2 separate regions of the Mus musculus genome follow, and region 2 is linked to region 1. A link is a contact called in public targeted proximity ligation data. All regions are on one chromosome and are shown on one strand. The core of a region is the stretch at or near the end of the contact, and the rest is flanking DNA. Distances in the headings are between cores, read along the strand shown. Region 1 holds the start of Drap1 (Dr1 associated protein 1 (negative cofactor 2 alpha)). Region 2 holds the start of Vegfb (vascular endothelial growth factor B).

The links.
Region 2: a contact with region 1 is called in a targeted proximity ligation map of pancreatic cancer cells. A contact is called at or near these places in 1 of 39 promoter capture datasets (liver), 1 of 484 Hi-C or Micro-C datasets (embryonic stem cells), 2 of 130 datasets of targeted methods (embryonic stem cells and pancreatic cancer cells) and 1 of 9 other capture datasets (liver).

Annotation. Positions count from the first base shown.
Region 1 is chr19:5,423,510-5,426,513 of GRCm38.p6, reverse strand. Drap1 (Dr1 associated protein 1 (negative cofactor 2 alpha)) reads left to right here and starts at 1,535. Exons shown (of 7, transcript NM_024176.2): 1 at 1,535-1,841; 2 at 2,081-2,153; 3 at 2,239-2,332; 4 at 2,623-2,742; 5 at 2,861-2,954. The coding sequence starts at 1,800. It overlaps AI837181 (expressed sequence AI837181), which reads right to left and starts at 1,370. Exons shown (of 2, transcript NM_134149.2): 1 at 1,206-1,370; 2 at 1-563. The coding sequence starts at 1,345.
Region 2 is chr19:6,986,266-6,989,269 of GRCm38.p6, reverse strand. It overlaps Vegfb (vascular endothelial growth factor B), which reads left to right and starts at 1,619. Exons shown (of 7, transcript NM_001185164.1): 1 at 1,619-1,918; 2 at 2,454-2,496; 3 at 2,784-2,980. The coding sequence starts at 1,859. Dnajc4 (DnaJ heat shock protein family (Hsp40) member C4) reads left to right here. Exons shown (of 7, transcript NM_001357001.1): 6 at 995-1,081; 7 at 1,162-1,359. The coding sequence ends at 1,273.

The DNA of each region.
Region 1 (3,004 bases), core at 286-2,785:
CTTCCAGCACACCCAAGCGGTCCGTGAAGTCGTCCGTGTAAACACAGATGACCTGGCGCCCACCCTCTTTGGCCCGTGGGCTCACCTTGGCCACCTGGAGACGGCCCTCAACTACAGCCCGGGCAATGCCAGCCCAGGCGTGGTCCAGCTTGAAGCCAGGTGACAGGTGAATCAGCCACTTGCCGGAGAGCACATGGTGGGTGATGGCCAGCTGGCGCAGGGTACCTGGTGTGATGGGTCGCCCACTGGTCTGCAGAGCCTCCCAGGCCGCCTGCAGCCCTTGTACATCCCCTGAGTTGGGGGTGTAACCCTGCCCATAGGCTGCAATCCAGCCCACAGGTTCAGAGTTGGGTGAACCTGGGTCCCCATAGCGAGTAACTTGAGATGGTGGGTACTTGGCCAACCAGGCATCCAGCTCTGTGGCAGGTGTGGTACGGGCATCAAATACCAGCCAGGGGTCCATATCGGCTGCCATGGCCTCTGCAGCCAGGTGCTCAGCAGTGAAGCCATCCTCCCGGCCACCTGGAGAGTCTTCCTCTTCCAGCTCCTCATTTGGTTCCATCCTGTTGTGAGGGAACTGAGTCAGAGGTTTGAGACAGTAAATAAAAAGTGCTGGGTCCTGGAGGGTGCCAGGCACTGCAGTAAACTGTGGCCCTGGGCAAGACATAATGTCTGTGCCTCAGTTGCTTCATCTTCACAATGGGTAACAACTGATCCTGTCTAGATTTGTCTCCAGAATAAGACGCCTGAGGTGGAGTAGCTATAGTTAGTACTACTTTCACTGCTTACAAACAAGGAAATTGAAACTCTTAAGAAAAGGGGCTTGCCCAAGGTCATGCCCGTAAAGAGCGCCAGAGCTTAAGTGTGAACTGGCACGGGGCTCGGCTACACCACCGGACTAGAGTCCTGCAAGGTAGCGCGGCGCTGCAATATAATGGACGTAGGCAAAACGCAGGGTCGCCAACCTCAGAGGATGGCTGTAGAGGGCCAGGCCTCCCCCGGTGAACGATTGGGGGCACCGTGAAACACCGAGGCTCTGAGCCCCAGAGAGGGCAGCGGCCCATCAGGGGGTCAATGGGTACCATCCAGACTCGAACCAGATAGGACCAGGCCTGCGCGAGGACCAGGCTCCAGCCCTACCACATCCGCCGCCATTAGTGCCCACAGCTTAAGGGTTGCCGTCCCTCTCGCCACCCCGCAGTCACCTCCGGCCTTCACTCCGTTCCGCGCCAACCCAACTTCGGGCCCGGCTCCGTTCCTGCCCGGGATCTGCTGCGCCGCCGCCGCCGCCGCCGCCACCCCCGCCGCGCCCCGCCCCTGCCACGGCCGCCGCCGCCGCCGCCATCTTAGGGTCCCGCCACCTCAACAACAACTTTATAGACAAACACAGTCACGGGGCGGGGCCAGAGGCGGAACCAGAAGGCTAGGGGCGGGGGCTCCAGGGGAAGGGGCGGGCAGCGTCCAGGGGCGGAGCCGGCGCGAGAATCCCGGGAGGTGCAGGTCTTCGGGAGGCGGAGCTAACGTTCGTACTTTAGCTTGGGGGGCGGGTGGGCGTGGCGGGCGAGCCCGGGGAAGGACGCGCACCGCCCCAGAGGATCCGAAGCCCAGCGCTCGAGTTTGGGGAGCTGCTTGTCTACGGGCGGCACTAGGACCCTGCGGGAAGTGGTGTAGGCGGAGTAAACGGCACCAGGACCCGGGGAGGGTGGGGGGGGGGACCGCGGCGGGCCGGCGGCGGACAGGCCCGGGGCCGGGAGGCTGCGGGCGGCGGCGCTGGGCCCGGCGCAACGAGAGGCCCCGAGATGCCAAGCAAGAAGAAGAAGTATAACGCGCGGTTTCCGCCGGTGAGCACGTGGCCCGGATGGGCCCCGGCAGGCAGGGCTCCCGGGAGGCTTGGGCCCAGGTCCTGCTGGTGGGGGGGGCGGGTGCCTTTAGGTGTTCACGGCCTGACGCCCCGCCCCTTCCATGCCCTCCTGACTTAGCGCCCCCCGCCCTCTTCTCCTTCTCCCGGGATACCCCCGGTTCCCTCTGTCCCCCGTGTTAGGGACGCAAGAGACGAGCTCTGTCCTCTTCCTTTCGGCAGGCGCGGATCAAAAAGATCATGCAGACGGACGAAGAGATTGGGAAGGTGGCGGCAGCTGTGCCTGTCATCATCTGTATCCTACTAGGGGCCGGTTGGGCTGAGGGGCGTGGGGCGGGACTGCGGCACTCCCCTTTTTGGATTCTCCTTGACGTCTTCAGCCCGGGCCCTTGAGCTCTTCCTGGAGTCCCTGTTGAAGAAGGCTTGCCAGGTGACCCAGTCTCGAAATGCCAAAACCATGACCACGTCCCACCTGTGAGTGGCCGCCGAGCTGGGAGGGGCTTTTGAGGAGGCAGAGTTCCGACAGGGGGAGTGGTGCAAGGCCCAGGGAGGCCAGCTTTGTGGATTTGGACTGATGCAGGAGAGATTAGGTGTTTCAGGTGCAGGGAATACAACCAGATCCGAGCCACCGGCCCTCCCAGGAGGCCTGGTGGAAGTAGGGGTGTTTTTAACGTTCCACTGTACTGACACGAAGAAGTTGTTTGTATCCTTCCCTAAGTGTTTTGGGGGCCCCATTTGAACCCCTTCCTTTCCCACTTCTTTAGGAAGCAGTGCATTGAACTCGAGCAGCAGTTTGACTTCTTGAAAGACTTGGTGGCATCAGTGCCTGACATGCAGGGGGATGGGGAGGACAACCACGTGGATGGGGACAAGGGTCCTCGAAGGTGGGTAGCCAAGACCCGGTATACAGGTGGGGAAGGCCAAGGCCACAAGGTTGGGGGTGGCTGGGGGATGAACCAGGAGGAGAGAGTCCTCGTGCAGATGGACTGTACCTTCCCGAAGGGGCCGGAAACCGGGCAGCAGCGGCAGGAAGAACGGAGGCACGGGAAGCAAAGGCAAAGACAAGAAGCTGTCCGGGACAGACTCTGAGCAGGAGGTGAGTGAGGCTGATGGGTGATGGCCTCAGCCTTGTCTGCTGCCTCTTGT
Region 2 (3,004 bases), core at 370-2,869, 1.6 Mb before region 1:
GGCAGATCTGCACACAGGGCTAGAGTCGTTTTCTGTTTCTCATAGCTTGAATGTTAATCTTTGATGCTGCTTGTTGGTGAGCTGGAGCCACCTGAAACCATACTCAAAAAACCACACACGGTCAAAACCCAGGGGTTCTCTCCTAGCACTGCGTAAATGAGGGCGGTTTTTCCTTTTTGTTTTGTTTTGATTTGTTTTGTTTTGTTTCTCTGAGACAGGGTTTCTTTGTGTAGAACTGGCTGACCTGGAACTCCCTGTGTAGACCAGGCTGGCCTCGAAGTCAGTGCACCATCACCACCAAGCAATTTTTTTTTTTTTTTTTTTTGCAAATTTTTTAAGTTCAGGGTCATCTTTGGTTACATATGGAGTTTGAGGCTAGCCTAGGCTACATTAAACTGTGTCTCAATATAGAAAGAAAGAGGGCCAGGCAGTGGTGGTGCACGCCTTTAATCCCAGCACTTGGGGGGCAAAGGCAGGTGGATTTCTGAGTTCGAGGCCAGCCTGGTCTACAAAGTGAGTTCCAGGACAGCCAAGGCTATACAGAGAAAACCTGTCTCAAAAAACCATAAAAAAAAATAAAAGAAAAGAAAGAAAGAGCGAGGAAGGACAAGTGCCGTATAACAGTGACAGTCCATGGTAGCTGCCAGGACCTCACCATACACTCGAATGCATGCTGTCATACCAGTTTTCTGTGGCATAGAAACCCAAAGGATGGAGCCCATTGTCCGTAGTATCTAGCAATGGAGATTACCTAAATATGCCCCCTTTCTAGTCTTCTGGGAGAGGCAACCTGATTTCAGAGCTGTTTCACCAACCTTCTTCACAGGACAGCCAGTGACTTAGGGTGCCACCTAGTTCTGGGACTTGGGCCACTTGGTGTCTGTTATAGAGAGAGATGTAAAGTTGTGTGAGAGATGCTAGAACCTGGTCAAGGACCAGGGTTTGAGGGACACCAGAGTTCGGAGACTCGGAGTTAACTGCAATTCCTTCACAGGAAGCTGGAGCAGGTGCATCGCAGCTTCATGGATGAAAAGGACCGGATCATTACAGCCATCTACAATGACACTCGGGCCAGGGCCAGGTCTGTCACTGCTCTGACTTTGCTTCCTGCTTCAGCACCACCCTCCAGGATGTCTGTCCTGATCCTGTTTTTCTTTCCAGGGCCAACAGAGCCAGGATTCAGCAGGAGCGCCAGCAGAGGCAGCAGCCTCGGGCAGAACCCTCCCTGCCTCCAGAAAGCTCCAGGATCATGCCCCAGGACACAAGCCCCTGAGAGGCTTAACTAAATGGGACCTTCATTGGTCCTCTCCCTGCTGCCTGTCCAGAACTACACGTGCAATAAACTCATTTTCAGACGCCTGTCCGATTCGGTCCTTCAGGTCACGCATCTCCTCACCCCTCCCCTCGTGAGGCAGCGACCCCCGGAGCTCGGCCTCCAGGGCGGTGTGTCCCCTTTCCCCTGCAGCGGCGGGAGGGGGCGTTTGGAGGGGACCGGCTCCGCCCCCGCCCCGCCTCCGCCCGCGGCCCGGTGGGGAGCGCGTGTTTAGGTCACATGAGCCTCTTGCCCGCCAGCCCCGGCCAGGCCCCCTGCCACCCCCCGCCGTCCCCGTTGCCCGCCGTCCCGGCCACCACCGCCGCCACTACAGGCCGCCTGCCTGTCTTGTTCCTCAGGCCGTCGCTGCGGCGCTGCGTTGCGCTGCCTGCGCCCAGGGCTCGGGAGGGGGCCGCGGAGGAGCCGCCCCCTGCGCCCCGCCCCGGGTCCCCGGGCCCGCGCCATGGGGCTCTGGCTGCCGCCGCCCCCCACGCCGCCGGGCTAGGGCCATGCGGGCGCTCCCGGCGCTCGCCCCCCGCGGGCACCATGAGCCCCCTGCTCCGTCGCCTGCTGCTTGTTGCACTGCTGCAGCTGGCTCGCACCCAGGTACGTGCGTCCGCGACATCCCGCTCGCTAGCTCGCCCGCCCGCCCGCGGTGCCCTCTCAAGGTTGGCGGAAGTGGGGAGGCGCCTGCTACCTCTGTCGAGGGGATCCTCAGTTCAAACCGGGAATATCCCTTAAGAGGTGCCCCTTGGCGAAGGCCCGCTAGTCCTAGCCCATGCCCCTGGGGCCACTCCCCCACCTCACCCCATCCCCTGGGCGGTTGTAGGGCGGAGCTGCCTCCGTGCCCTCCGAACCTCGTTTGTCTCCCACTATCCTGGCTCCTGACCTAAAACAAGCCCAGCGCTAAGGCTTGGGCTTTAGTACCATTCCCAGAGTATGCCTGGTGGGTCTTGGGCCAGGGAAAGTACCAGATGTCTGAGTATACAAGAAAAATTAGAACCAAGGTCTTGGGAACAGAATAAATCTGGAAAGGTGTCAGAAAGGCGCAGAAGCCTGACTCAAGGACGGAGCCCTTACATAGCCACAGGGCCAGCCCTTTTAGAGTGCATCTTGGGCCCAGGTATCTTCTTTCCCACAGGCCCCTGTGTCCCAGTTTGATGGCCCCAGCCACCAGAAGAAAGGTAATAATAGTTAACAATAACTTGCCACCAGCCAGTACTAAGAGGGGTTAGCACTTGCTCTGATTTCATATCCCTTATCTTGCGTGATCCCAACTCCTTTGGGCGATACCATTCCATAGAGGAAGAAACTGAGGCAGAGGGCTTAATCATTTCTTGAGAAACAAGGCAGAGAAAGACAGGTTTAAAAGATGGTTGGGGTGGTGGTGATAGGGTATCAGAGAGGCTACATGCTCAGAGGAGCTTCAGGAGACCTGATAAGAACTTAATCCATCTGGGTCTGCCCACAGTGGTGCCATGGATAGACGTTTATGCACGTGCCACATGCCAGCCCAGGGAGGTGGTGGTGCCTCTGAGCATGGAACTCATGGGCAATGTGGTCAAACAACTAGTGCCCAGCTGTGTGACTGTGCAGCGCTGTGGTGGCTGCTGCCCTGACGATGGCCTGGAATGTGTGCCCACTGGGCAACACCAAGTCCGAATGCAGGTACCAGGGCCTATGGGTCAGGTG